5 separate regions of the Mus musculus genome follow, and regions 1, 2, 3 and 4 are each linked to region 5. A link is a contact called in public HiChIP or PLAC-seq and promoter capture Hi-C data. All regions are on one chromosome and are shown on one strand. The core of a region is the stretch at or near the end of the contact, and the rest is flanking DNA. Distances in the headings are between cores, read along the strand shown.

Region 1 (5,786 bases), core at 2,541-5,040, 1.3 Mb after region 5:
CTGATTTGAGTGTTTCTGTCACTATCTAAGTTATGTTGACTATGGTTTGTAGGTCTGTCCCCTGTTAAACTGTATGTTGAGATTTAGTTACCCTGGTCACAGTCTAAGAAAGGGTCCTATAGAGTCAAGCGTGATGCCTGTATTCCCAGCACCCTGGAAGCTGGGGCAGGAACATCAGGAATTCAAGGGAAGCCTGGAATGCTTGAGGCCCTAGGCTCAATAACGATGGAAGGGTGAAGGGGAGCTGAACCTTCAGGAAAGAACTGATACAGTGAGGGGGAGGGGCTGTTCTGTCTTCCCCTTCCTCAAGCATCTATGACACAGCAAGACTACCACTACAACTGGCTTGTTGATCTTAAGACTTTTCAGCCTCCAGAGCTGTGAGCCAGAAAACTTCTGTCCATTACAAATCACCCTGTCTGTGGTACTGTCTTAAAGCAGCACAAACCAGACTAAGACAACAATGGATTTCTCAAAGGTAACATGTTTTTAAAAAGCAGACAAAAATTTGGAGGGACAAACTAGGACAATCCAAGTAAATGAGATACATTTTGGCATATCCAAAATGGGAGCCCTGTCTCGCATATAAAAAGAACGAACTATTGTTATAGGCAACAAGATGTATCACAAAGCACTATCTTGTGTATATAAAGACATATATGGTATGAATCAATGTACACAAAATCCTAAAAGCAAAAACAAAACAACAAAAATCAGGTAACTGGCTACCAGATGCCAGGGACAGAGAGAGAATTTTCTGTAATGGGAATATTTGGCATTATTGTTATGGAGGTTTATATATCACATATGTCCATACATATTTGCCATTGGATATTAAAGCATACAATTACCATTGGTGAACTTAGATATATGCAAATTCCAAGTCAACTAATTCTCAAAATTAGTTTTAAATAGGAAATGAAGTATTTCACATACATTTTGTTATGAATGTAACATGAGAAAATTGCTGATACACATGAAAGGAAATGTCAAATTGCAAAGTCACACTCTTTAATAACCCAGATAGGCAGGATACAACAATGGAAGCCGAAACCAATGAAGAGAGAAATGTTTGCACGGCCCCAAGTTCTTTCAGTTAAAATGCCTTTGGTTGTCCTCAACATGCACACAGCAGATGTGCAGCTTGGTCTCCATATGGATCTCCTAACAACTGGAGCAGGGCTGTCTCTGACTCTATTGCCTCCTTTTACCCTAGCGTGGAGTCTTGTCTGGCCTCAGTGGCCTAGATCCACAGGGGGCTTTCCATTCTCTGAAAAGGGAAGAGAGGACTGGGGAAGGCAGTGTAAGGGTGGGACTAGAAGGAGAGGAGGGAGGGGGACTTCGATTGGACTGTAAAGTGAACAAATAAATAAATCAATGAAAAAATAAACTAAAAATGCCTTTGGTTGAAAGAGAAAGCTTTACATCCGGGGTAGTGGCAGGTGGACAGCACAATGACAGGCAGGTGGCACTTCAATAAGTGTTCAAGACCAGAACGGACAAATCAAATTCACACACCGACTGCTGGGCTGGCAATGTACAGCAGGAATGATTCCACCATCCCTGCCCAGGACGGACAGCTTGACGCCAACCACTGGGAAACATTTAACAACCCAATTAAGGGATACATAAGTAAGAGGTTTGGCATCTTCAGGAGACAACGCTATTAAAACCAAGCTAATAAATCATTCCACATTGAAAGAAGACGTGAAAAAGGACAGTAAAGGGCAAATAAAGCATGGTCCTCCTAGATCCTGGCAACTACTTAGAACAATCAGCCCCAGAACAACAAAGACGACTGAGCATTAGGCAGAATTCTATCAGCCTATACTTCCTGGATGAAGTCAGGGAGAGATTCCTTGCCTGTAGGAGACACCGAAGAAGTATTCTGGAGGCAGAAGCATCAAATAAGCTCTGTGTTCTTAAGTAGGATGGGGAAAGTTCTATGTGTGAGTTTGAAAGTGTTTTAGCACACACACACTCTCACAAAATGACATGTTAAAGCCATAAAATCCTCACAATGTGATGGGTTTTTTCTAAATATTTAATCCAATTTTATTACTTAAAAGAGAATATATATCTGATCTATAGGCAATAAAAAATTAAAATAAGAGAAAGAGGTGCAAGCAGAAAAATAATATACATTCTCTAACTGGCTTAGAGTTCAAAATGCAAACCAAATTTAAGAGTGTTTTCCAGAATACCAGCAGAATTTGATTCTGAGTTTTAAGGATACAGACTTCATGGTCCCCTGCAGTGATTTTTCAAGGCAGTTTTTACAAACACAAAAAACCTCACACACACACCCCACCCCTCCGGGGGGGGGGGGGGGGAACAAAAACAAAAAAAAACCAAACCTATAGTTTAGCTATGCACTGAACAGCTAAAATGTGAAAAAACTCTTCCTGTAGTCTCACTAAATTCTGGCAACCAGCGCTGGAAAGGTTTCCTTCTTCCTTACAGAACAAATCAAGGAATCTCAACTGCACTCCGCAGCGGGCAGAACTCAGGCCTCCAGGATTAGCCACGAGGTCAGCATCATCTACCTAGTGCCGTTTCAAACCAAGAATCACATCTACTTCTTTCAGGGCTCATGGATTTGTTGTGAGGTTAGCATACAGAGACTGGAACTAACATGCTAAAATGTTATCATTTTAGAACATTTCAAGCGATTGCTACAGTCTATTTTTAGGGCTGGTGAGTGTGGCTCAACAGTCAAGTGCTTGCCTACAATGCAAAGCTCCCTGAGCTGTTTCCCAGCGCATTAATACATAAATAAATGTCTTTTCACTCCAATAGGCGCAGACTGCTGTCAAAGTTGAGGTTGCAAGAAATTTCATCAGCCCCACATGGCCAATTGTATTCAAGGGGCTGACTTTTTGAGTATTAGAAAAAGTACTTCCAAGTCTACATGATAAAATTTTTGGGTTGTTTCCCAAAGTAATGAAAAGACAGAAATTTTAAACTAGCTAGCAATAGCGTTAGCCACTTTGAAAAATCAATTTCGAATGGAACGTAGGATGACGTTTACTCGAGCCTGGACTACGTCCACGGGGTGTGTAGTAAAACAGCCAGTAGCATTAGTCCGCAGCGTTCCTACGGCTTTCCGTAATTACAGCCTTCGACCACAAGCCAACGCAGCCTCAGTAAAAATTCCAAGTGCTGACAGAAAAGTCTACCTTGCTCCCTTTAACTCGACAACCGAAGGGAAAGTGGGGCAAGTGAATTCAGATCTCCTGAGAGGTGGGGAAGGGGCGGGAGGTTCCTAGATCGCATTAAAAGGACGGGCCGGACAGACAGTTGGGGTTTTAATTCCACTTCAAAAGCCACTTGGGACCCTGGCAGAGTCGCAGCCATAGTCTCGTGTCTCCCCGCGGGGCTCTGGTCCTGTCCCCCCACTCCCGGGACAGCGGGCCTCGGGAGACGGCGCCCCGAGCGGACAGAGGCCGGGGCCACGCGGGGCTGGGTTCCCCGCAGAGCAGAACAGGCCCGTCCGTCCCGGGGCGGGAGGCTCGTTCGGCGTGACCGCCGCGGCACCAGCCCCGCACCCACGCGCTGATGCAACCCGCGCGGGTCGGCGGCGCCCTTACCCAGCGGAGGGTTTCCGGCGTTCACCGTGAGGCACAGCGCCGCCATCTCCCAGGAGCTGCGGTCTACTCGTCGGGCTGCCTTCCTGGCGGCGAGGGTTCAGGTGGAAGCAAGGAGATGCAACGTGTGCGCGCGACCGAAGGCACCGCAGCCCTGACTCCTCCCCACGGGCCGCCACCGCCGGAGTCGGTGCGCACGCTACGACACGTCATAAATATGCGCCCGCCAAGGCAGCCTTCGCTCCGCCCCACTCCACGCGCCACGACTGCAGAGAGGTCAAGGCAGGCTACTCTGTGCGTCATCGCTGCGCGCCCACGACATTTCAGCCTCTCTCCCGTCCCCGGCCCGCGGATACTGACGTCTGGCGAACGCTATTGAACGTAATCGCCGTGCGTCGCCTCCACCTTAACCGCACGCTCCAGTTGCCTCTTGGCAGCAGGACTGGGCACCCGTGAGGTGCCACTCCGTTGTGGAAAAGGAACAGCCGTTAAGACCCATCGGAAAGTGAGGGAAGCAGGCGGACGATAGACTAGTCCATTCTGGGGCAGTGGCACATCCATGCACAAAGTCGACGAGCTACACTGGGTATAAGGGAGCTTCCCTTCAGTCTTCTCTAAAAGGAAATATTTTCAGGATTGTTTGGTGTGGTGCACGTCCCAGCATCTAGGAGGCAAGCTAGAAATACAGAAAACTATGGGGACAAAGAGAAAAAGGACCTGCTTGCTGGGCCTCCTGGCCCTGAGAATCAAGATTTCCAGATGTTACTATCTGTAGTGAAGCCTGCCAATATTGACAATGTTTGGGGGTTTTGTTTGTCTGTTTTAGAGAGAAGCATCTTCAAATGAGAGGGTTAATAATAATTCAGGCTATACAGAGAAACCCTGTCTCAAAAAACCAATAATAATAATTCAGGCTGGAGGCCTACGCGTATGTGAGCTTAAGGATGGTCTGCGAACCTCACAACAGTTAACTTGTGTTCACAGTGGAAACAAAAGAACAATTCAGGAACAGCCCATGACCAAATTCCTTAATAACCTTTAAAAATAATAACTTCAGTGTTCTTGCTAAGACCATGAAGTGTGACTGTGGTATGCGTCCTCTTTGGAGCACCTGTCAACTCCCATGCTTTAAAAAAAAAAAAAATCACATAGTAAACTCCAACTTTGAATCATAGTGGCTGCCTCTGAGGAGGTCTTCATGATAGACTTGTCTTGTCATTTCTGGAATCCAAGGTAATTAGAGAAGAGTATGACTGGGGGTAGGGGATTGAGTCAGAGAAGAAACAAAATGGCATTAAGTGCACTGGCTGGTGCCTTCTTTCATTCCTTTGTAATAGAAGTACCTTGCCGGCTGCAAAATGGCTGTGTATAAATGCTGGTTCAGAGGCAGGGACCCAAAGAAATAGCTACCCTATAGTTACATGAAAACATTGGCACATTCCTGAGGCTATTGGAAGGTAAGGGTAAATATGTACTGCTTCTGAAATCTCGCCTGCACCTTGAACTTGAACTTTTGGAAAATGCCCTGGGCAAACACATGCATCACAGAGAATTTGGATTAGAAACCCCCCTGAAAGATGCCTACTTATACACCCGGAAACAGGACAAATATTAGGGCAGCAGTGTGCTTTTGGTTTTGCATCTGAGCAATCTAGCCAAGGCTCTGCAAGTGTTCTACTCTTAAGATACTAAACACTGAGTCCTGAAGTCTTTCTTGAAGTTCTTGTCTTTTAACCATTACTATACTTATTTGTTGGTTTGATCGTCTGAGGCAGAATCTCTATATCTACCTATCTATCACAAGGATTGACCTGAAATAACTAAAGAACTCTATTTACAAAAAAAAAAAAAAAAAAAAAAAAAAAAAAAAAAAAAAAAAAAACCCAACCAACCAAAAAAACCAAACAAACAAACTGCAGAAAATGGGTTATGTCACAAAAATGAGGCGTTTCCCCAATCCTGTATCCGAAGCCCTGATGCATGCTGGGGAAATCACCACTGAGCTACTTTAAAATGTTTACTTAGGGGGTGGGGATAAGGAGTGTCTCAGCAGTTAAGAACAGTGGCTGCTCTCACAGAGGATTCTGGTTTAATTCCTGGAACCTACATGGTGGCTCACAAACATATATAACTCAGATTGCAGGGTGTCTTAGTTAGAAATTCTGTTGCTCTCATAAAACACTATGGCCAAAAGCAACT
Region 2 (5,886 bases), core at 326-2,825, 1.1 Mb after region 5:
GGACTGCTCAGGAATGTTTTCTTTCTGATATTAAAAAATCCTCCCACCAATTAGGTAAACACCAGCCACACCGCAGAACAGGTTTGTTATTGCAGAGCCCAGAGGAACACAAACCCAAGGTATTTTCAGAATTGTTTCAAAAGGAACCCCAGGCTCTGGCTCCGGCACCAGGAAGAGATGTAAACACAGTTGGGCGAGCCGGGATGCGAATTGTAACAGCATGCTTGCTGTGCAGCCATGGTATGGAAAGGTTTGCTTGAGCTGCAGATCATTTTTGCAAGTGGTCCTGGGATTTTTCCATCTTCATCTCAACACTACGACATAGCCTAAGGTCAAGCATGGTGTTCATGAAGATTCTGGCCACAACAGACTTTTGACGTGGCCTCCCTCAACGAGGCACCAAATTACAATGGAGAGAAGGTTCAGTCTTCTGAATTCACATCTTGCCCGTATTCTCAGAGTCATGACCTTCTCAGCTTCAACTCTAAAACAGGAATATGGAACAGGAAAGATACAAGTGATTACTTTCAGACATATTTCTTTTCTTTGATATGTGTGTGTGTGTGTGTGTGTGTGTGTGTGTGTTCACTTGTGAATGGATACAAATATAAATGTATGCACAAACACATAGCCAGATGTCACCCTTGGTGTCTTTCCTTGGAAGTCATCCACCATGTTTTATAAAGCAGGTCTTTCATCAGCCTAGAGCTCATGGTATAGGAAGCTGACTGGCCAGTGAGCTCCAAGGCCCAACCCACCTCTAGTGGCTCAGTACTAGGCTTACAAGTGTCTAACTTACTCGTGTGGGCTGTAGGAAGCAAGCCCAAACCCTCACTCCATCTTTGTCCTACTTACTGAGGTTTCTTCCCAGCTCTCACCCTGGTTCCAATACAGACAGGTGACCTGATGCTCCAGGATGAACTTGTAAGCATTCAGAAACACATCCTTGGGTCCTTTAAAAGCCTCACAGAGGAATATGCATGCTGTCCTATTCTGTGTTTGATTTGTTTAATATGTCAAGGGAGAGCCATTTCAAGTCTTCCTCTGTTCTCTCATTGAGAGAGAGGGGGTTGAGATTCTTAATACATCAACAGAGCGTCCAAAAGGACTAAAAAAATAATAACACCCACCCCCCCTGCACGCGCGCATGAAAGTCCCCTGCGGTCCCCATCAGGCTTTAGTGGATCACTAATGAAAACGGCAGAAACACCCCCAAGGCTTCCATTCCTCCCTGGGTTCTGAGTTACTTTTGTCCATGCATCCAAGGGCAAGTTAATTTTATTAAGAACATTTTTAGAAAGCTAGAATGTCAGAACCTGACACTACTCTCTCTCTCTCTCTCTCTCTCTCGCTCTCTCTCTCTAGTCCTCTATTCTTGGTAACATCATTAAATACTGGCTGCGCCCAAAGGCAGGTTGCATCTTTTTTCAATCTAACAGCCATTCCGTGGATAGCGTTTGTTTTTCATTGCTGCCAAGGAGGCAATCTGGCTCTCGTTTCCTTTGAAGAAGAGCCCGTTAGGATGAGTCAGGTCTACATGGAGAATAATTAGGTCAAATAAATGAGTCCTTCCAGCTGCCTGTGGCATCACTCAGCACCCCCATGGTGAGATGAAGGAGCCAGCGATGCTGGAGCAAACACATAGCTTATCTATTGTGAGTTACCCATCCTCCCTCTCTCACTCCCTCCCTCCCAGAGGATGTGCTCAACTTGTTCTCAAGACTGTTACAGCCCCTCTTTTTGCATCTGGAAAAGTGGAAAGTGGTCCATAAAACCATGAGGCATCCCCATTGCTTCTCCACACTACAAGAGAAAGTTTCTCTCCCTTGAGGAGATCCGAAGCAGTTGGCAGGCACAGGGCAGCCTTCTGTGTTGTCACGCTGGTCTCCATGGACTTCCTGATACCTTAACCTGAGCTGTCATGTCCACTGGCAACAGAAAGAGGAAATTCAGTGATGTTGTGGTCACATGGCAGCTCTCATTAGTATTCTGATCAAGCTGGTGGCTGTAGCTCATTGCTCAGGCCAACATTGTCCCTGGTTCTATTCAGGGACTTCCAGACTCACCAGTACATGGGTTCAACACCTCATGGGCTCATTGTGAGATTGACCTGACCCAGTGCTAAATTACTGCCACCCAAATTAAAGAATTAAAGATCTCCATTCCCAAATATGGGGAAGAGAAAATGAAAAGACTCTCTCTCTCTCTCTCTGTCTCTCTCTGTCTCTCTCTGTCTCTCTCTCTGTCTCTCTCTCCCCCTCCCCTCCCCCTCACTCTACCCTCCCCTCCTCCCTTCTCTTTCTCAAAAATCTGCTACTTAAAAAGAAAACTACATGATTCTTTTGGAGTGTCTGTGTAGTCACTGGGATTAGAACCTTCTAACTTTAGCAGAAGAAGTCCCTTAGAGTGACACCCCCCTTCACCTGGGGTCCCTGTCCCTCCACAGGGCCTAAGACTAGGGTGGGTATTGCTGGCAAGCTCTTAGCAGCCCCTCTATTTGTACATGCTAAAACTTCTTTTCTTGAGAACAGATGAATAAATTTTCTTTTGTGAGATAAGAATGAGTGACCTTTTCCCCCTAAATTTCTACTCTTGAGCAAGCAAAAAAAAAAGGGGGGGGGGTCTTTTCCTCTGTGCCTTTGTAACATGGGGGAAAAGTGCCTAAAGTCATGAGGAATTCCCTGTAACTGCTTTGAAAATCACTCGGGCTGTGTTTCTGCAACCTGAACAGATACAGAAGTTGCACCACAGTGGGACTGCCTTCCCCCATCTCTGAGCAGACACAGATGTGACTCCCTTTGTAAATGTCTTCACACTGCTTGTCCTACTCCTGAGTGGTTTCCACAGATTTATCTGGTGAACTCAGTTTCCTAGGAGAACGTATCACGTGCACTCGCCTAGAGAGTTCCATCCTTGCAAACCATTAGGTAAACTTAAAGAACAAATTAGAGCCCGGAGTCTGCTCCCACGCCCATCTCCTGTGAGCTACTCCCACCATGGGATTTTCTCAATGGAGTCTAAGCCAGGCTTTCTAAGCAAAGCCTCGCTCCCACCACCAAGGCCTGGGTGTGTACTTCATAAGCACAATCCACAACGATTTGTTTGTCAGTTTCTCACATCTGGGGGCTACATTGCGAATGTTGAAGCACCAGCGGGAAGGGTGAGTGTCAGGATAAATCCATGAGGGATGGGAACTGAGAAGCGAGCAGGAGGGGAGTGCCAGGCAAGGGTTGGCCATCGCTACATAACTTCTCATCTCTGCCGCTCTAGAAATACTGAACTGTGCTTAGCCATTGGCTATGCAAGCGCTGGTAGCTTTAGCCAAGTCCGCTACTCATCAGGATCAGAGAAAATTCTCTTTGACTTCATTTATTTCAGTAGCTTTTAAGGTTACAGCAAAATTGCGAAGTCACATTTATTTCCCATATGCTTTCTTAAAAGTGAGCTCCATGCATGAAGTGTGGGTCTACGATGAAGCCTCACTGTCACCTGGGATCCACAGTTCACAGGAGCTGGTTCTTGGTGCTGTGTAGTCTATGGGTCCCTAAGGGGTTAGTCTGGGTTACTCTATGCTGGGTTCCTAAGAGTTTGTTTTCCCAGTCCTGGGGATTCAATTCAGAGCTTCCCATATGCTAGGTAAAGTCTCTCCCTCTCAACTACATCCCCATTTTATAGGGTTTGACAAATATGAATGATACATACGTACCACTGCATCCTAGAGAATTTACACTGGCCCAAACCTGCTGGGGTGTATTTTGTATCTGTACTGAGTTGAGCACCATAGCAGCACAATATAGTGGAAACATATGGATAATGGAATAGGAAGCTAGGACCATGCCCACACACCATAGGTGGCTGTAGACAGGTTAGTTTACCTCTGACTCTCTCCTCATCAAGCTGGGATAATTACCCTTCTCTCTGTTAACTAGCATATGAACAGTGGTTTTAGAAAGGAGATGGCAAAAGTTAACACAGCTGGTATACTATCCATCGCACTAAACATGAGTTCTCTCCCTCCATCCTTGATGTATACACAGCCATAAGATTGACACTATCATAAACGGGCCAACGTCACACATGCGTATCTCTGTCACACATGAGCAGTACACATCAGGGCCAGAGATCAGGGCTGAGGCTCTTCCTCTCTCACGTCCCACCTTGTTCTTGAAGACAGGATCTTTAACACCGAACGTGGAGCTCACTGGCTCAGCTACACTGGCTGGCCAATGGCCCAGGCATCTGCCTGTCGCTGCTTCCCCAAGGCTGGGATAAAACAAATACGTGTCACTGCACCCAGCTCTTATGTGGGTGCTGGAAACTCAGTTCACTTCGTCATGCTTACACACCAAGCACTCTTCTCAGTGCTCTTCTTCAGTGTTCTTTATTCATACAGGTCAAACAATATCAACCACAAGACCAGTTATTCACAACAGGTATAATATATAAACACCGAACACCAAAGGACTAGCATGTCTAATTACAAGGATAAATACTCCACAAAAAAATAGGAGAAAGGCCAGAAATAGAAGAGAAGCAAATAAACAAGCTTACCTGTAACATTCTCCAAGAAGAGCATTTAAGGGCCATAAGCTTATGTAAAAATTATGTGAGGAATTAACTTATAAAACACATTATATTGAGTTACAGAATTTCAACATCATTAAGACCAAATCCTTACATGACATTTAAAAGGCAGTGTTTCTGTTTACTTTTAGTTTACTCTATAGAGAAAAAAAAAAGAAAACGAACAAACAGCTGACTCTTTGAGGAATCCCTGAGGTAAATTGGTCACAACCTAAGTGTAGTGGCTATTCCTGGTTGTCAACTTGACAATATTTGGAATGAACTACAATCCGGAATTGGAAGGCTCACCAGTGACCCTTATCTGGAGCCTTGGAGATCCTTATCTGGATCTTGGTTTGAAGATCTTGAGCCATAGTGGCTATGGATTCCAGAAGATTGAATCTCCGAGTTTAAGGAACACACCTTTAATCTGGGCTATGCCTTTCATCTGGGATTAAAGGTGTGGTGGAACACACCTTTAATCTGGGCTCCACCTTCTGCTGGAGACAATATAAGGACATTGGAAGAAGGGAGTCTAGCTCTTGCTCTTGCTCCTTCGCCTGCTTGCTGCGTGAGACTGAGTAACTGCTAGATCCTTGGACTTCCATTCACAGCTGTGACTGAACAATTGTTGGGAATTGGGCTGCCGACTGTAAGTCATCAATAAATTCCTTTACTATCTAGACACTATCCATAAGTTCTGTGACTCTAGAGAACCCTGACTAATACAGAAGTTGGTACCAGGAGTGGTTCTAGAGTAACAGAAGTACAAGGATGAATCTTTTAAAATACTGGAATTGGCTTGTTGATCCACCAGCACTTTCAACTATTGAAACCTCTCCAGATTCTCTCCCTCCTGGGAGCTCAGAGAATTTTGAAGACCCATGGTTGAAACTATATTCCGAACTTAAAGAAGCTAATGCCCTTGATTTTCTTAATGAATTAGGTGATTCAGTGCACAAAGCTTTCTACAAGATGGGGAAAAAATCGCAAAATGATTTTACTGGCTGGCTGCTCTTAGTATCTATGGAAAAAATGATGAATGAAAGGAAGGAGTTGTGTGATAAAATCGAAAGGCTCCAGACACAAGTAAACGATCTAAAAGTTGCTAAGTGTGTCCTTGAGGAGAATCTTCTCTCTTGTAGCAATAGAGCTCAAGTTGCAGAAAATCAAACAGAAACTCTCATTGTAAGGTTGGCTGAACTACAGCGAAAATTCAAGTCTCAGCCTCAGAGTGTGTCGACAGTTAAAGTAAGGGCTCTAATTGGCAAAGAATGGGATCCTACAACATGGGACGGGGATGTGTGGGAAGACCATGTTGAA
Region 3 (5,472 bases), core at 1,832-4,331, 1.3 Mb after region 5:
AGGGTCTCCCCTGTAGAAAGCAAATCAGTTTGGAGTAGTTGTTGGAATCAGGGTATAGGGGAGAGCCTCGATTTCTGATAACCTGGAATCTATATCCTAACTAAGGAAGACTAAGGAGTGGGGTGGTAGATTGTAAGGCATAGCAAGGCTGGTCCCAGAGACTCAGTGACTGAGTGTTGGCACCCAGAAAAAGAAGTGGGAGGAAGTCAGAAGCAGCCCCCAGGCCATCCATCCAATCTACCCTCACATAGAATCAGGCTTTACAATGTCTCTTCTGGGAATGCCTCTTCAGGCTTGCCTGCTGACAAAGACCTGCACTCTTAGAGAGAGAGAATAGCAGATGCAAGATGTGACCTGGGTATTGGAGTGGAGGTCTGGGAGTGGACAGATGAGGTTAATTCTCCATTACCCTCTGATGAAGACAAATAACGAGGAATATCAAGAGTCCAAAGAAGCCTGTGGGGACAGAGACAGTGGAGAGACAGGAACAGGGCTGCCAGACAGGTTCAAAGTAAGGGGTATGCCATGTGGTAGTTTTGACAGGTCACAACAGCTCACTGCTTACAGAAGAATGGCTGTTTTAATGGTCAGTCTCTCTCTCTCTCTCTGAGACTATTCTCCATCACCATCACCATCACCATCAGTCATTTTCTTCAGTCTTAGCTATACAGGAAATGAAAAGGTAAGCCATTTGCTCACTCAGAAATACCCAACAAGTTGAACTAGAGGGAGAGCGAGCTTTCTTGGGCCTAGAGAAAGGCAAATAAGAAAAAGAAGTGTGCCCTTACCTGAAAACTCTTCAAAGGGGATTAGATCAAGCCAACCTGGGGACCAGAGCAATCTTTCAGAGATAGAAAGGCAAGGCTTCAGAGAGTAATTTAGCCTGCAGCTCATGCTCCACCCCAGAAGAGAGGACCAGACTCAGAAAGTAATTAGCATTCATCCTCCTTGTGGTAGTTGCAATATGCTTGGCCCATGGAAAGTGGCTCTATTAGAAGGCATGGCCTTTCAGCAAAATCTTGCTAGTGTATGCAATGGTGTCAGTGTTTGGAGGCTGATTATGGGATGGATCGCCGGGTATGGTCGTCTCTAGATGGTCCATCCTTTCATCTCAGCTCCAAATTTTGTCTCTGTAACTCCTTCCATGGGTGTTTTGTTCCCAGCTATTGGATGGATCACAGGGCCCCCAATGGAGGAGCTAGAGAAAGTAACCAAGGAGCTAAAGGAGTCTGCAACCCTATAGGTGGAACAACAACATGAACTAATCAGTACCCCCCCAGAGCTCGTGTCTCTAGCTGCATATGTATCAGAAGATGGCCTAGTCAGCCATCATTGGAAAGAGAGGCCCATTGGTCTTGCAAACTTTATATGCCTCAGTACAGGGGAACGAAGAAGTGGCCAGGGCCAAGAAGTGGGAGTGGGCAGGTAGGGGAGTGCGGAGAGGGTATGGGGGACTTTTGGGATAGCATTGGAAATGTAAATGAAGAAAATACCTAATTTTTTAAAAATTGAAAAAAAAAAAAGAAGGCATGGTCTTGTTGGAGGAAGTGTGTCACTGTGGGGGTGGATTTTGAGGGCCCTATGCTCAGACTTTGCCCAATGTGGAAGAGAGTCTCCTCCTGGCTACCTTCAGATCAAGTTGTAGAACTCTCAACAGTTCCAGCACCATGTCTGCCTGGACACTGCCATGCTTCCCACCGTGATGGCAATAGACTGAACCTCTGAAACTGTAAGATAGTCCCAGTTACATTTTATAAGAGCTGCCTTGGTCATGGTGTGTCTCTTCACTGAAACGAGACCCTAACTAAGACACCCCCAAAGGTGTGAATGTTATCTACATAAATACAACTGGGACATGGCTCCAGTACCCTGTGCCGTTCCCCCTCACTTCTCCGATGCTCATGTGTGTAGAAGGCAGTCTGTTTGGTCCTTTAGCTCAGAGAACTTCCAGCCATAGGAAAACACTCAAGGAACTTAATCTGTAGAATCTGCAACGCAGGGTCATTTAGGATGCTAAGATCCTGGACTTGGAACTTTTGCCTTATCCAATGGGCTTTCAGGAATCTGAGTGAGTTGTACACATGGATACAATGTAAACTATGTGCAGAGGGAAGGCTATGTAGAATGTTTTTGAAGATGCCCTCTTTTTGCCTTTGCTTCCACATAGTGACTTTCATGCTCCTCCCCCTCCACCCCCCACGATGCAGGGTCTGTGGGAGCAACACTCCTGCCTGGTCACCACAGCCTCGGGTTTGAGGAGGCAATGATGTTTCAATGTTGGTTGTCCAAGCACTCACTTGTGCTTAGAATCCTGTGCTACTCCCGTCTGTGTCCGGAGGTTGCTCAAGCACGAGGAAGCCACACAGAGAGGTTATCTATGGCAGGCTGTCTGGTCAGCAGTCCTGAACATCAGAACCTACTAGACCAGGTGCCAGGTGTAAAGTAAGTGACTATACCTCCAGTCGCAAAGTATCTGTTGTCCACCAGGCCGCCCCCAGCCTCTGAGCGCCCCCAGGTGAGACCTCAGACACCGTGTCCAGCACAGGCTGTTCACACTGGGTTCCTTCCAGACTCCAAGCTGCAGAATGCCTAAGTATAAGTCTGAGGTGTTTTGTTAGACAGTAACTGGGAGAGTCACGTAGCCACTCAACAGGGGCACTGTGGAACTTGGAACAATATAAGAGAGGCTCAGGGAAATTAGCATAAAACATTTAAGGCATCGAAAACTAAACAAGACTCAGTCGGGACGATTGGGACACATGCAGAAAATACTGATTGGGATTCAGAAAGGGCGATGATCATTTGAATCGGGCCTAGGGTAGATGATAGGTTTAACCAGAAAATAAATGCCTTTCGAGTGAGAATGTGCAGCTCAGGGGTGAGAGCTGACAAGATTTGTTTGGATAGCAGTTGCTTTTGGCCCATCTGTAAGACTTCGGCTTCATTCCTCCCCCTGTGATTAGAAAACAAAACAAATCTATGCTTGAAAATAAACGTCTGACCCAGAAAACAACAAAGAAGAGAGACCGTCCAACAAAAGCACCAGCCTTCCATATGGTGGAGCAGGAAGGAGGCCAAGTGCAGAGCTTAATTAAACCATTGAACCACAAGTACCCAGCTGAGCCTTTGGGGGAGCACGGATCAGAGCACCGAGGCCCGTCTCCAACCTCAGAACTGACATGATGCAGCGCTGAGAAGCTAAGGAGAGGAAGCCTGGAAAAGCATGCCACCAAGGTAACCAAGGTTCCAGACAACTTTGCTCTTGAACTGATGCTGAGTCTTACAACAAATGTATGTGTGTGTGTGTGTGTGTGTGTGTGTGTGTGTGTGTGTGTGTGTGTGTTAGAGAGAGAGAGGGAGAGGGAGAGAGAGAGGTGGGCTCATATAGAGGTCAGGGAAGATGATATTTTCCTGACCTTATTCCCTGGAGACAAGGCTTCTCTGAATCTGGGGCTAGGCTAGCAGCCAACACCCCAGTGGTCCCCCAGTGGTCCCCGTCTCTGGCCACCCCCACAGGGCTGGGGTAACAGTTGGCCTCTCCTGGCCTTTTTGTATAAGTGCTGGGGATTCTAAGGTCTTCCTGCTTCGGCACTCTGTGTCCTTAGAAGTACTTCTGAATCGTGTCCCCAAGTCTGACATTGCCAAGTTTCTAAAACGATCCTTGTCAGAAGTCATGAGCATCTGGCTTGCAGGAAATGCCAAATTGTGAGAAATTAAATTTCCCTGTATTAAACGGTCTCCCCTTAGGTTGTTTTGTCAAATCTTTGACCTCACTAAAAAAAAAAATGTGGTGGGAAATCAATCTATCAAACAAACAAACAAACAAAATACAACAACAACAAAACCCTTCTGAAGCCAGGAGCTGGTGAGATGCTTCCATGGTTAAGAGCACTTGCTGCTCTTGCAGAGAACCCAAGTTTAATTCTCTGCATCTGGGTGACTCGCAAGCATCTGTAACCCCAGTTCAATGGGATTCAATGCCCTCTTCTAGCCCCCGAGGGCACCAGGCAAGCATATAATGAAGACATACGTGCAAAATACCCATACACATAATAAAAATTTAAAGCCAAAATCAGAAATCTAGACTAGTAAGCTGAGACTGGAGTCTGATGTCAAGATACCTGTATATATCAGTCCAATAAAGAAAACCACCTCACCTCTTAGTTTTGACAGCTACGTGATTGTGCGCAGCTTAAAAGATTGAATATTGCTGGGGACAAAGGGGAGAGTTGCTAGATCCTCAGTGGAAAATTCAAACTCAAACACAACAATTAAATACTGAGAATCCCACTTTTCCGATGGGCACAAGGAGATTTGTAAATATTATTAGCCTTGGCTGCTGACAGAGAGAAAACTATCTGCACAGGAGCTGAAGATGCTATAAGATCATGGACAAAATCTCTACTGCCCACAAAATGACCATAAGATGCAATACTGGGCAAATGGTCTTCAAGTGTAGGCAAGTTAGTTTTGCGCCAAAGAGCCTGTGGATTTTTGGTCTAGGTTTTTTGAGGCAGGATCTCCCTACATAGCCTGGAACTTGTTATGTAGACCAGGCTGTCTCTGTCTCTGCCTCTGCCTCCCAAGTGCTGGGACTAAATGTGTGTTTGGAAACGTACCAACATAGAGCTGGAGAGATGGCTCAGCAGTTAAAGGGGGCAGGCTGCTCTTCCACAGGACCCCAATTCAATTCCCATCACAACATAGCTACACACAACTGTCTGCATTTTCAGTCCCAGCCAATCCAATGCTCTCTGCTAGCCTCTGTGGATACTAGACATGTAGGTGATACAGATATACACACAGGCAAACCCTTATGTGTAATGTTTAAAAAGCAAATAAAAATATGCAAAATCTTTTTAAAAAATTGTTTAAAACTATGTTCATATTCTACACTTCAACAAAAAACAAAGTCTCAAGGAAGAATTTCATTGACTATTAATTCACAGTAAAACAAACCAAAACAAAACAGAAAACTACAAAGCACACAAACTGTCTATGCTGGCACACACCTATAGTTCTTTCAGGAAGCACAGAAAGGAAGGCCACAAGTTCAAGGCCAGCCTGGGTTACATAGGCAAACACTGCCTCAAAAACAGAAAGTCAGAAAGCAAGACACTTAGAGAGAAACAGCAAAGTCAGTGAACAGCACATCAGATGTTCAAAAACCATAGGTGCTGAGCCTTCCAGGAGCCAGGTATAAATTATGTGTTTATTAGAAAGAAAAAAATCTTGCATATGTAAAACCTTAGATTTGATCCCAATATAAAAAAAGAAAGAAAGAAGAAAAGATTAAAATTAAATGGTTAAGACTGGGGGAGGGGTAGCAATTGGGATGTAAAGTAAATAAAAAAAATCAATTAATTAAAAAAAAGATTGAAGCTACTCCCAGCCAGGTGTCAGTGCTGAGGTCCTAATGAGGGGCTGGAACTGCCCCTGCCAACTCACAGAAGCCCAGAGACAAGCTTGGAC
Region 4 (5,517 bases), core at 365-2,864, 1.2 Mb after region 5:
TATGGGGTATTAATAAATGAAAAAGAAGCACAAACGCACACACACACACTCACGCACACACTCATGCGGACACGCACATGTGGTATAATCCCAATGAAGACCACCATATCACTGAGTGCCCTTGCAAGTCAGCTACTGTCCTTCACCTTTGACCAACTCTCTGTCTGTCTGTCTGTCTGTCTGTCTGTCTGTCTGTGCACCACATGTGAACCTGATGCATGCGGAGGCCAGAAGAGGACATCAGATCCTCTATAGCTAGATTTAGAGATAGTTAGTTGTGGGCTGGCATGGGGTACTGGGAATTGAGTTCTGTTCCTCTAGAAGAGCAGTCAGTGCTTTTAACCACTGAGCCATCTTTCTATCCCCACGAGGTATATTGTCTATTCCTCCTCTACACCATGTGCCACTTGCTTACTTCTGCAGGTATGATCACTTATCAGGTGACTGTCATGCATGTTGACCCATCATGCACTGGGAGTGGGGAAGAGTTGCCTAGTTAAGACAAGTTCTATTGGTCAGCTATCCTGGCACTCGGGTTCAAGCCAGTAGCTGGGCCTACAGGTCCATACTACCACATCCAGCTCATGCTATTATGCTTAACTAAAACATGACTTGATCTGTAAACTCATGCAAGCCGGGGCCTTGTCTCCCCTGTGTCTACACTCCTGCTTGGCTTAAGAGCAGCCATACAGTGGATGGAGCATGGGGTTTCATAAAGAGATAGGAAGTCCACAGGAAAACGAACAGCGTCACCTAACCTGGAGCTCTCAGGGACCGAACCACCAACCAAAGAACATACACGGTCTGACCCTAGGCCTCCTTGTTCATATGTAGCAGATATGCAGCTTGGTCTTCATGTGGGTCCTGAACAATTGGAACGGGGGTTATCCCAAAAGCTGTTGCCTGTCTGTGGGATGTTCTTCTAGCTGGGCTGCCTTGTCTGGGCTCAGTGGGAGAGGGAGCACTTAGCCTTGCAGAGACATGAAGTGCTAGGGAAGCACTCATCTGCTCAGAGGAGAAGGGGAAGGGGTGTAGGGGAAGGATTGGGGGGGGGGGGGTGACCAGAAGGGAAGCAGTGAGAGGCGTGTAAAGTGAATAACTAAAAAAATTAAATTAAAGGGAAAATCTTATACACAAAGGAAAGCATATGTTTTAAATAGCTCCTGCTCCAGGGCAGAGATACCCAGGAGCTGTGCTCTGAAAGTGCTTGTCCACTGTGGGTAATAGACTAGGAAACAAATAATTAGAACACAGCAATCAAGGGCTCTCAAAAATACCATTGGGGGCGGCCCACAAAGCAAGAGAGCCAAGTCCACAAGGAGGAATCTCTGTGGGCAGAGAGGGAGGACTGACATCAGGCATCGGAACCAAGCAGACAGGGATGCTGGAAGGACATGGGGCAGGAGCGATTCTGCTGAAGCCCCCAGTATGCCTAGGTGATGGAGCCCATCTTTACAAACAGGAAAACACAATTCAGAGAGGTGAAACAACTTGCCAAAGATCACAGCTTGTAAATCTTAGGCTCAGGAGTCCACAGCCTTCTAGGCAGAGTCTGACTATCCTAGGCCATTTTACCCACAACACACCTCTATTGTTCTAAAGGCTTGCCTGGGTCTGCAGATCATTCTGATGGCTTGGCTGCTAAGTGATCAAAGAGCAGTTTGTTTTCCTGACTGGCAACACTGGGATTTTTGATTTGGGTTTTTGTTTTGTTTTTTTCATTCTTTAGACTCTCCTGCCCTCTAGTGGTTTTGTAGAGTTCTACCACATCAAGCTAAATGCTGACTGAAACAAACCATGCACATGCATGCACACATGCACACATGCATACACACACACACACACACACTCCAAACAAAATCAAATAAATGTCCCTAAAAGCAAAATATCAGTCTAAGGGTACATTTTAAAACTACTTGTCAAAAAATAACCCACTTCGCTTAGCCTCCACATACTAAAAGACAAATGATCTCTCCAGTCAGAGGTATAAGACTAAAGGAGAGGTTTGAGTGTGAAAACCTCTAAGTGTATGCATCGAGGTCATAGTATATGTGGGCTGGAACTAGAATTGTCAGCACAGACCCTAAAACCTAAGGCACAGGACAGACAATAAAGGAGCCCTGGACAAAGCTACTGCTTAGTTCTGGGCCTCTATAACCTGCCCACCTGCTCACGGTTTTGCTGGGTAAGAGCAATGTCTTCATCCAGACACAAAATATATGCTTGGCTGTCTCTGGAGAGGGGGCATCTGGATGAAAGCTACTAGCACATGGGTACCAGACCTGGACCTTGGTCCCAAAGCAAGTATTTGAGCAATGACTTCAACCAACAGTTACTATGACCATTTGGGTTTTATTCTTCAGAGTTCTAATTTCAGATGACTGCAAATGAGAAATGGGTGTGTCCCACTCCGGCCAAGGAGAAGAGCTAAGAGCAACAAAAGATTACTGGCTGCCAGGAGCACTGGCCAGCACTCATCGCTCTTAGTGAAGATGGAAGGAAGCGGGGCTATGCATGTACTGGGTGAAACAGAAGGCAAGGGAGACACTTCACAGGGCACTAGAGAACGACGTGCGTGTTGTGAAGAAAACTCAACTTAGAGTAGAGAAGACCAGAGTTCATTTCCTGCTGTGCTTCCAACTAGCAGTAAGATCTTGAGACAGTCTTGTGATCAAGAAGGACCCCTGTCCCCTCAACTGAAGAGTAACACACTCAATTTCTAACTGCTCACTCAATGCCAGATGCTGTCCTTCAGAGATAAAATATTTCAAACTGTTTCCATTTGCTTGAACATAGCAAAATAAAATGATCTCTTTACAGAGACCTTCCCACTCAGCTTCTTGGAACAGTTCAGATCTTCCACCAGCATACCCACTCCTTGCACAGCTCTGATGTCAGAAAACGTATTTCCAAAGTAAACCACACAATATTTGAAAACATTATCTTTAAAAGATGGTTTTCAGATCCAGCTAACTTCTTTCTTATGGTACCTGTCTGTCATCAGTCTGAGCTCTATCCTTGGGTCAAAGAGAATACATCTAAGTCCTCTTTAGTGAAAAGGATTTTCAAATATTTAAAAGTACTTATCAACTTCCTGTCCACCTAGTATTCATGAACACCTTCAGGAAATCCTTGCTTGATTTGGGTTTTGTGCCTTTCACCAGCCCAAGAATGCTCTCCTGTCACCTCTTCTGGGTGTTTTCCAGAGCAATTAGAGAAACAGGTCAAGGGTATAGACTCTGAAACCAGACCACTTACATTGAAGTCTGAATACTCCTTGATAGAGTTGGCATGACTTTGAACAAATGATGTCACCTTGGACAGGAACTCATACGTTCTTTTGCTCGTCAGCAAATCTGGATTAACTGAGTTAATAAACTCAAAACCCTATTAAAATAGCATCAAGCACAATCAAAGTGTTCATCAAATTACAGCTATCATTAGGATCGTTGTAATGCAGCTTCACAAAACATAGTAAGGGCAATCACCTCCCTCATCCTCAACATTATACGTCTATTAATGACACTGTGAGAATTACTTGTTCAGTGTATCTGAAGTGCTCCGGGTGCATGAAAGGAAACTCAATAAACTTCCCATCAATTAAATCAACTAAGGCTAAAATTTCTAAGTCACTTTCATATATCTCTAACTTCCAAATCCTACATCTTTCGAATTGTACATAAATGGGCTAACCCAAGCTTATATTCAGAATTATTGTGATTGTGTTTCTTTATGAGATACATGCCCTTCCCACCAGTTAAGACAGCTTCCATTTTAGTGATCTCACAAGTTTGATATTGTTCCCAGTTTCAAGGCACCTACAAATTCCACAGCCTCCTTCTGGCCAATAGCTGAGTCAAGATGAGCCAACAAAGATGAATATAATTTGAAGGAAATAGAAACTCCATGGGAAAGTATTCCCAGAGAAAGAAAAGGCGCCGCCTCTGTAAAAGAAGAGTTGTGCCCTTTAAACTGAGGGAAAGCAGAGGAAACTGGCAAGGGTTCTCAGAAGCTGACGAGGGTGGCCGAGGAATAGCTCAGCAGATAAGAGCACTTGCTACACTTTCAGAGGACCCAGGTTCAGCACCCAGCACCCACTATCCATGTCTCCAGGATCAAATACCCTCTTCTGATCTCCACAGACATCAGACACATATGTGGAGCACATACATAAATGCATGTAAAATTCTCATATAAATAAAAATAAATTATTTTTAATGTGTCAAAAGAAGCTAGAGCTGTTTCAGGGGGGAAAATAAAACAGAATGATCTAAACGTCAGAGCTATAAAAAGGAGAGAAACACATTTGGAAACTTGAGCTTCCACCAGAGGGTTCCTTATCCAGATGGACGTAAATTCAGAGAGAGCACAGGAAAGAGATGGATAGAAAGCAGCCCATAATCACCAGAAAAGAAAAGTGAGGGGCCTCCAAATTAGAAAACCATTTCAGACTCAAAATGAGATTTCCATCAAGTATCCTTCACAATAGAGGTCAACTTCACCAAATCTAGGCACATCTTTGTGAAATTTCAAAATACCAAAGACTAAATGGTGTCCTTAAGGCATTCAAAGGGGAGAAAGAACATGTAAAACCTCAGGAAGCCTATGACTTAAAATTCCCATTAGTTACACTGGAGACTAGATAACAGAAGAATGCTTCTCAGCTGCTAAAGCAAAATTCTTTACCCAGCTAAACTATCAACTGACAGGACAGAGTCTTATGTGGTGTTTACTAGAAAATAAGTCACCATAAAGTTTGGTGGGTTTAGAATATACTTTCTCTACATTCTACAGATCAGCTGAGTGGCTCTGCTAATCTTATCTGGTTTGGCAAATCTTAACAGTCAAGTAAAGCTTGGGCTCAGCAGCGTGGGATGACTTCACTCTCACTCCAAAAGGGTAGTTAGTCTAAAGCAGAAAGGGAGTGGCCCTGAGTTATCACCATTTCTCTGCATGGGCGTCACATGGTCTCTCATTTACCAACAAACTAAACTTTCTCTTGTGGTTTTGGGGGGTGGAGAGTCCAAAAAGCAGCATGAAATGGTCTACCCCAATGGGTAAGCATTTTCCAACTACTGTTTTATATTTATGTATTTTTTTATATTTTATATTTACTGTTTTATATTTAATCTATTCCTATTGGCCAAAGTCAGTCAATATAGTTAGGAACCACGTAAATAAAAAGGAAGTAGTGTACCTATTTTGCAAATGATCTACAAGTAAACAAAAAAAAATTTTTTTTTAGATTTCATGGTCTTGAAAAGCATTCCATTTGCAATGTTTTCCAGAAGGTTCATGAAAACAAGATAGTAAAGTAGGCTTGGGAAAGACCTAAAATCTAGCATCTAGAAAATGAGGAATTCATCACAAAAGGGAGTTTCCAGAAATAAAATATTTTGGAGCAAACAAGAGATGACAACTGTATAATAGTCCAGAGAGCAAGCAGTCCTAACTAGAACTGGCTGGAGAGACTCAACAGACATTTCCCCCAGCAAGGTCCTCAAATGAGCAGGAAAG
Region 5 (5,055 bases), core at 1,018-3,517:
TCCTTAAATATGGTGGTTTTGTTTCCTGAATATGGAGATGGCAGAAGCCTTAGTGTTGCCGAAGACAGGATTCATTTATGACAACCAAGATCCGCTCTGGAGAACTGCTCTCCCGTGAGACAAGAGAGGCTCCTCTCCTGCTGAATTCAGTCACTGTGCTCAGTCACACCGAGAGACAGAGAAGATGTGTCTGTCAACTCCTGCCTGGGCTTTGGGGAGAAAACTAAAGGAGCCTTTTAGGAAGAGGTCTGGCCTCAGGCCTAAGGGGTAGAGAGCTCTAAGTTCTCAGCTACTATCATGCACAGGAGTGTGGGTACCGATCCTGAGAGGGGCGCCCGCCTGCATGGATGGAGTACCGACTTTCCCACATGAAGTACAGGGGGATTGCTACTGCTCTGCTCTGCCCACTCATATCCTCAGCCATGTCAGCTCATCCTCTGATGTACCTATGGCTGTTCCCCAGGCAGTCTCAGCACCCAGTAAAAGGCTCAGTGGCTGCCGAGAACACCCTACCTATGTGCTCAACAGATTTTCCCGAAAGCATCCCCACAAACTTGTGACGTTGGCCCTCGGTAGCTCTAGCTCCTGCTCTGTGTCTTCTCTGTACAGCTGGATCAGAATGGGACTCACTGGGAGACTCCAGCTGATGGGACCATCAGCCCACAGGCAGGAGTTCTTGATCAGTTCTGTTTCAGCTTAGAGAATCGTAAGGTGGTGGTGGTCGAACCCGTCTGCCTGGGGCTGACCTTGAAGGAAGAAGTCTGCCAATAATGGAGGTTTTTAGAATCATTTAGGTGCGTGTTGGAACAATTCATTCATGCCAGGGTGTTCCTCAGGGCCAGTGGAGTAGAAGAATTTTGTGTTCAAGGTGGGTGGGGAGATGATAATTCAAGAGAGAGTTTTCTGCAGGAATCTTAGAACATAGAACATGACTGTGGGGGGGTCTTGATTCTGTAAGAGGGCAGTAGATTATTCTGCAGCTCCCACACTTACGGAACCCCCGGATCCCTGCTTGTCACATGTTCTGGGACCTTATACTTCTTCCAAGTACATGGTGGGAAAGAACCCAGGAGGTGGGCGGGCTCTCTCTGCAAAACCCAGACCCACCCCTTCCTGTTTTCTGCAACAACAGACCTCACTTCCTATGGCCTCAGTCTCCCTGTCTGTGAAATACAAATAATAATGTTCATTGCTGTATATAATGTATGCCAGCTATATCATTACATATCATTACAGCTCCCTCTAGTAAGAATATAACCCCCCCCACACACACACACACATACACATGTATGCATCCCTAAAGGTTTGATCCTTTTGAACTAGGAAAATGATACTGAGGTCTTAACCTGGGGGAATTCTCAACAGTTTCCAGCTTTAACAACCTGTGTAGTCATCGTGGCCACAGAGTCATCACTAAGATTGAAATGTTGACTTTGACTAAAGGGGAAAGACCAGTGGGAAGAAAGATTCTGTTATCCAACCAGTTTGAGCAAGTTGAAGTAGAAAATGTCAAGTTATGATACTGTGTGACAGGAGACAGCAAACATTTAAAACCCAGGTGTCTTAGATAATGCTGCGACAGGCAGAAGATGGTGGGTCATCCTTGTCTAGGAAGGCTGAGGAGAAAGCCACATGAGCAGGGGCTCACATAAAGAAGGCAACAGTTCCTTTATTCAAAGCAGTGATACAGAGCATGCATTGGGTGAAAGGGACACTTCTGTATTCTGCTGGTTCACAGGCAAACAGGGCTGGATTGTAAACAGGCTAATGAAAAACAACCTGTGGAATCCCGGAGAACTCAAGAGTTAGGTCAGCAGTCTCAGATTGGAAGGCATGTCTTCAGGGCTGGGCTGGAGCTCCATGGAGCACAGTGTGTGTGTGTGTGTGTGTGTGTGTGTGTGTGTGTGTGTGTGTGTGTGTGTGTGTGTGTACACGCCTGTACATGCATGGGCACGCACTCAACACAGGAGGGACTCAGGGAAGCTGCGAATGAGTGATCCCCACCATGTAGAAACGGGATGCTTAGCTGCCTGCCCCTCCACACACAGACCCTTGGTGATCACAGACAGTGACTACTGCAAATTCCTCATGCCAGTCGCCCTCCCTTACTGGCCGTCCCCCTTTTCCACACCCCCTCCAATGGTCCAGAGCTCGTGGTCTTAGTAACAGAGGACTTCTGACTGTAATCCTAGCGCGTCACTTTGTTGAAGGCAAACACGTGGTTTGGGGAGCACATATAAAACTCTGCTCCGGGCAGAATCGTGATGTTATCTGCTGGCAGCAGGTTTGCTCGGAGCAGAGCTGCTGAAACTGCCGGCAGGAGAGCGAGTGGGAGAGAAAGAGAGAAGGCGCTGAGAGCTGAGCTCTGGGGCAGGCGTCAGGGATGGAGAGAAGTATTAGGGTTTAAAGAGCCATTCTGGAGCAACCCATCTGCGGAGAGAAGGATCGGCAGAGGTCTATTTTAGGGTCGCAAGTACCTACTTACCCTAAGCGAGAAAGTGCAACCTTGGTGGAAGCTAGGAGAAGCTAGGGAAGGGTGCGAGTCCCGGGGCAGCCCGCAGCCAACGCGCCCAGGAGGCGGTGTTGTTCCACAGGGGTTAAGGAGGTGGCCGATCGCTGTCGCCCTTGGCCGCCTGGAGCAAGAAAAGGAGGATCTGAAGGACCGAGCTGGAGGCTGGCCCTCTTTGCAGGCAGCAGCGGCGGCTGCAACGTGGAGCGACCCAGCCGGGTGTAGGCCACAGCGCGGCCGGCAGGAGCGGGATCCTCGCCGCCTGCTCCGGCCTCTGTGGATCTCCGGGGCGGACAGTATCCCACCGAGTCTCCGAGTGAGCCGCTCCGGGGCGCATCTGCCTCCCCGCGGCTCGCCAGGCTCGCCCTCGGCGCGCGCGCACGCACGCGCGCACACGCGCACACATCCACACGCACACTCATCCACACACGTGTGGAAGGCAGGGCCGAGCCGCTCGGTCTTTGAACTTCTCAGTTAGAGCCCGGCGCAGCCCCGGCCGCCGCTCAGCGCTCCCCGCGGCCCTGCGTGCCTCCTGCCAGCCCCCGGACCTTCTCGTCTCGTCCCTTTTGGCCGGAGGATCGGAGTTCAGATCAGCCACTCCGCACCGAGCCTGACACACTGAACTCCATTTCTTCCTCTTAAGTTTATTTCTACTTCAGAGCCACTCACCCTCTCCCTTCCAGGAGAAAAAAAAAACAAACCTTTCTTACTCCTTAAAGTGAGAGATTCCCCCCCCACCCCGCCCCAGCATCGCATATTAATATCTCCACGTTGGGAACGCGTTGCATTTTCTTTTTTAAAGGAATCCCAGCCAGGGACGTTTTTCTATTGGGCATTAACTTTCGACTGCTTTGCAAAAGTTTCGTATTAAAAACAACTCTACCTGACCGCTCTGAGAATTACTAGTTTCTTTTTTATATATATTTTTTCTTACTTTAAATAACAACATCAACGTTTCTTCCTTTTAAAAACATGCACTACTGTGTGCTGAGCACCTTTTTGCTCCTGCATCTGGTCCCGGTGGCGCTCAGTCTGTCTACCTGCAGCACCCTCGACATGGATCAGTTTATGCGCAAGAGGATCGAGGCCATCCGCGGGCAGATCCTGAGCAAGCTGAAGCTCACCAGCCCCCCGGAAGACTATCCGGAGCCGGATGAGGTCCCCCCGGAGGTGATTTCCATCTACAACAGTACCAGGGACTTACTGCAGGAGAAGGCAAGCCGGAGGGCAGCCGCCTGCGAGCGCGAGCGGAGCGACGAGGAGTACTACGCCAAGGAGGTTTATAAAATCGACATGCCGTCCCACCTCCCCTCCGAAAGTAAGTACAGTTTCCGTGGTTTTCGACTTTTCCATCCCCGAGTCTAAGGTTGGCCCGGAGCTCCTCAGATCCACAGCAGCCTTAGGCGTTCGCCCTTTCCTCTCCCAGTCCCCGGGTCCTGATCGCTTCGTTTCCGTTCTGTCCTTCGTCCCTTCCACTGCCTTTCCAGTCGTGGGATGGAGAGGGATCCACAGGCTTGCAAACCTTCAACTTCTGTTTTATTTATTTATTTCTCCATAACTCCCTACCCACAAATGCCCCAGACCTTTTAAAAGATGTTTGCATTTCTCCTCTCCCCTGGTCTACCAACTAGCAAATCAGCTCCCTTCTGTCAAAAGAAAAGCGCTTCCCGGGATGACTTATGCTAAGAGACCAAGGTAGACTTTGTTTTCTTTGCCGGGTTGGCATGCAGTGGGGGTGGGGGTGTCCTCCAACTGGTACACAAAGAGTTAAAAAAAGTGCTTCCAAACTAGCCTTCTCAAAGGCGCCCCCCTTCCCTGCTGACCTATCTGGGGACTCCCCAAACCTTTGCTATTGTCTCTCACTCCCCTAAGAATGTCAGCATCAGCAACACCAAGCTGGATTTCGGGCGCACGGGGTGGGGGTCACTCAAAACCCTTAAATCCTCCGGGGGGTCATTTATTGCTCTCTCTGGGTGTTTTTACTCTCAGTCTTCTTGCAGAGCCGCATTGCCAAGTCCCCTTTTGACCTCACGTGGACAGTTAGAAAGAATAAATAAGGTTCTAACTGGGCTCAACTAGGTTTCACTTCCCGTTTTTTCTAGGTAGTCCTCGCTAGCCTGGGAGCAGGTCGTTTTTTCTTAGGGGGATTCTCCATGATCTTTTTCAACCTTGAACTCTGTGTCCCGGCACTTTCACAAGCAGCAGGGTCTTCTGTGTGTTCTGAAATCGAAGATGGGAAAGACAGCTATTTAAAAAAAAATATATATATATATATATTTCCCCGTTTCGCTGGGAGCAATAGCTTCAGAAACAGCTGGCATACAGTAGCAGCGATTTATTGTGGAGCCTTGTGGGGGAAGGGGAGAGTACAGTTAGTGTAGATTTGTTTCAGAGTTCTTTAAAAAGGGGGTGGGGAGGGAGGGAGGGAGGGAGGGAGGGAGAGAGAGAGAGAGAGAGAGAGAGAGAGAGAGAGAGAGAGAGAGAATTTTGCAGCAGCAACAGCACTGAGTGATACCTGAGAGGGTTAAGCACCAGGAAGAAACACT

The links. Promoter capture Hi-C pulls out the DNA fragments that hold promoters and counts their contacts. HiChIP or PLAC-seq counts read pairs in DNA pulled down with a chosen protein or histone mark.
Region 1: a contact with region 5 is called in a promoter capture Hi-C map of hippocampal neurons, with 3 times the contacts expected there. The contact joins the promoter of Eprs here to the promoter of Tgfb2 in region 5. A contact is called at or near these places in 2 of 39 promoter capture datasets (the C10 cell line and hippocampal neurons) and 3 of 115 datasets of contacts at active chromatin or transcription factors (astrocytes, large pre-B cells and stem cell-derived neural progenitor cells).
Region 2: an H3K4me3 HiChIP or PLAC-seq map of stem cell-derived neural progenitor cells shows a contact between it and region 5, with 9 times the contacts expected there. The contact joins the enhancer-like site here to the promoter of Tgfb2 in region 5. A contact is called at or near these places in 3 of 39 promoter capture datasets (frontonasal cranial neural crest, maxillary cranial neural crest and second pharyngeal arch cranial neural crest), 1 of 484 Hi-C or Micro-C datasets (uterus), 10 of 115 datasets of contacts at active chromatin or transcription factors (the NIH/3T3 cell line, craniofacial prominence, embryonic forebrain and 5 more) and 3 of 9 other capture datasets (adipose tissue, embryonic stem cells and pancreatic islet).
Region 3: an H3K27ac HiChIP or PLAC-seq map of stem cell-derived neural progenitor cells shows a contact between it and region 5, with 5 times the contacts expected there. The contact joins the promoter of 9630028B13Rik here to the promoter of Tgfb2 in region 5. A contact is called at or near these places in 5 of 39 promoter capture datasets (3T3-L1-derived adipocytes, embryonic stem cells, hippocampal neurons and 2 more), 1 of 15 datasets of contacts at CTCF or cohesin (the NIH/3T3 cell line), 1 of 484 Hi-C or Micro-C datasets (B cells) and 4 of 115 datasets of contacts at active chromatin or transcription factors (astrocytes, embryonic stem cells and stem cell-derived neural progenitor cells).
Region 4: a contact with region 5 is called in an H3K4me3 HiChIP or PLAC-seq map of embryonic limb bud, with 20 times the contacts expected there. The contact joins the enhancer-like site here to the promoter of Tgfb2 in region 5. A contact is called at or near these places in 21 of 39 promoter capture datasets (the 3T3-L1 cell line, 3T3-L1-derived adipocytes, the C10 cell line and 12 more), 5 of 15 datasets of contacts at CTCF or cohesin (the NIH/3T3 cell line, embryonic stem cells, large pre-B cells and 2 more), 132 of 484 Hi-C or Micro-C datasets (the AML12 cell line, B cells, the C3H10T1/2 cell line and 71 more), 28 of 115 datasets of contacts at active chromatin or transcription factors (the NIH/3T3 cell line, PVALB interneurons, T-cell acute lymphoblastic leukemia and 19 more) and 7 of 9 other capture datasets (adipose tissue, embryonic stem cells, embryonic tail and 4 more).

What each region holds. Positions count from the first base shown.
Region 1 is chr1:185,361,048-185,366,833 of GRCm38.p6, reverse strand. Eprs (glutamyl-prolyl-tRNA synthetase) reads right to left here and starts at 3,790. Exons shown (of 32, transcript NM_029735.2): 1 at 3,591-3,790. The coding sequence starts at 3,636.
Region 2 is chr1:185,568,985-185,574,870 of GRCm38.p6, reverse strand. No RefSeq gene overlaps it. Among named protein-coding and RNA genes, the nearest start is that of Gm35023, 47 kb to the left of the region's middle. Within about 2 kb of position 1,575, at least 24 of the 459 cell types and tissues checked have an H3K27ac peak or open chromatin away from gene starts, as enhancers often do. A contact at or near this core is called in fibro-adipogenic progenitors, stem cell-derived neural progenitor cells and uterus, where this site is marked.
Region 3 is chr1:185,439,428-185,444,899 of GRCm38.p6, reverse strand. It overlaps 9630028B13Rik (RIKEN cDNA 9630028B13 gene), which reads left to right and starts at 3,081. Exons shown (of 2, transcript NR_038006.1): 1 at 3,081-3,234.
Region 4 is chr1:185,542,683-185,548,199 of GRCm38.p6, reverse strand. No RefSeq gene overlaps it. Among named protein-coding and RNA genes, the nearest start is that of Gm34969, 58 kb to the right of the region's middle. Within about 2 kb of position 1,614, at least 17 of the 459 cell types and tissues checked have an H3K27ac peak or open chromatin away from gene starts, as enhancers often do. A contact at or near this core is called in cortical glia, embryonic limb bud, neural progenitor cells and 2 more, where this site is marked.
Region 5 is chr1:186,703,201-186,708,255 of GRCm38.p6, reverse strand. Tgfb2 (transforming growth factor, beta 2) reads left to right here and starts at 2,267. Exons shown (of 7, transcript NM_009367.4): 1 at 2,267-3,827. The coding sequence starts at 3,482. It overlaps Gm35655 (a long non-coding RNA gene), which reads right to left. Exons shown (of 2, transcript XR_373811.4): 1 at 5,025-5,055; 2 at 4,453-4,729.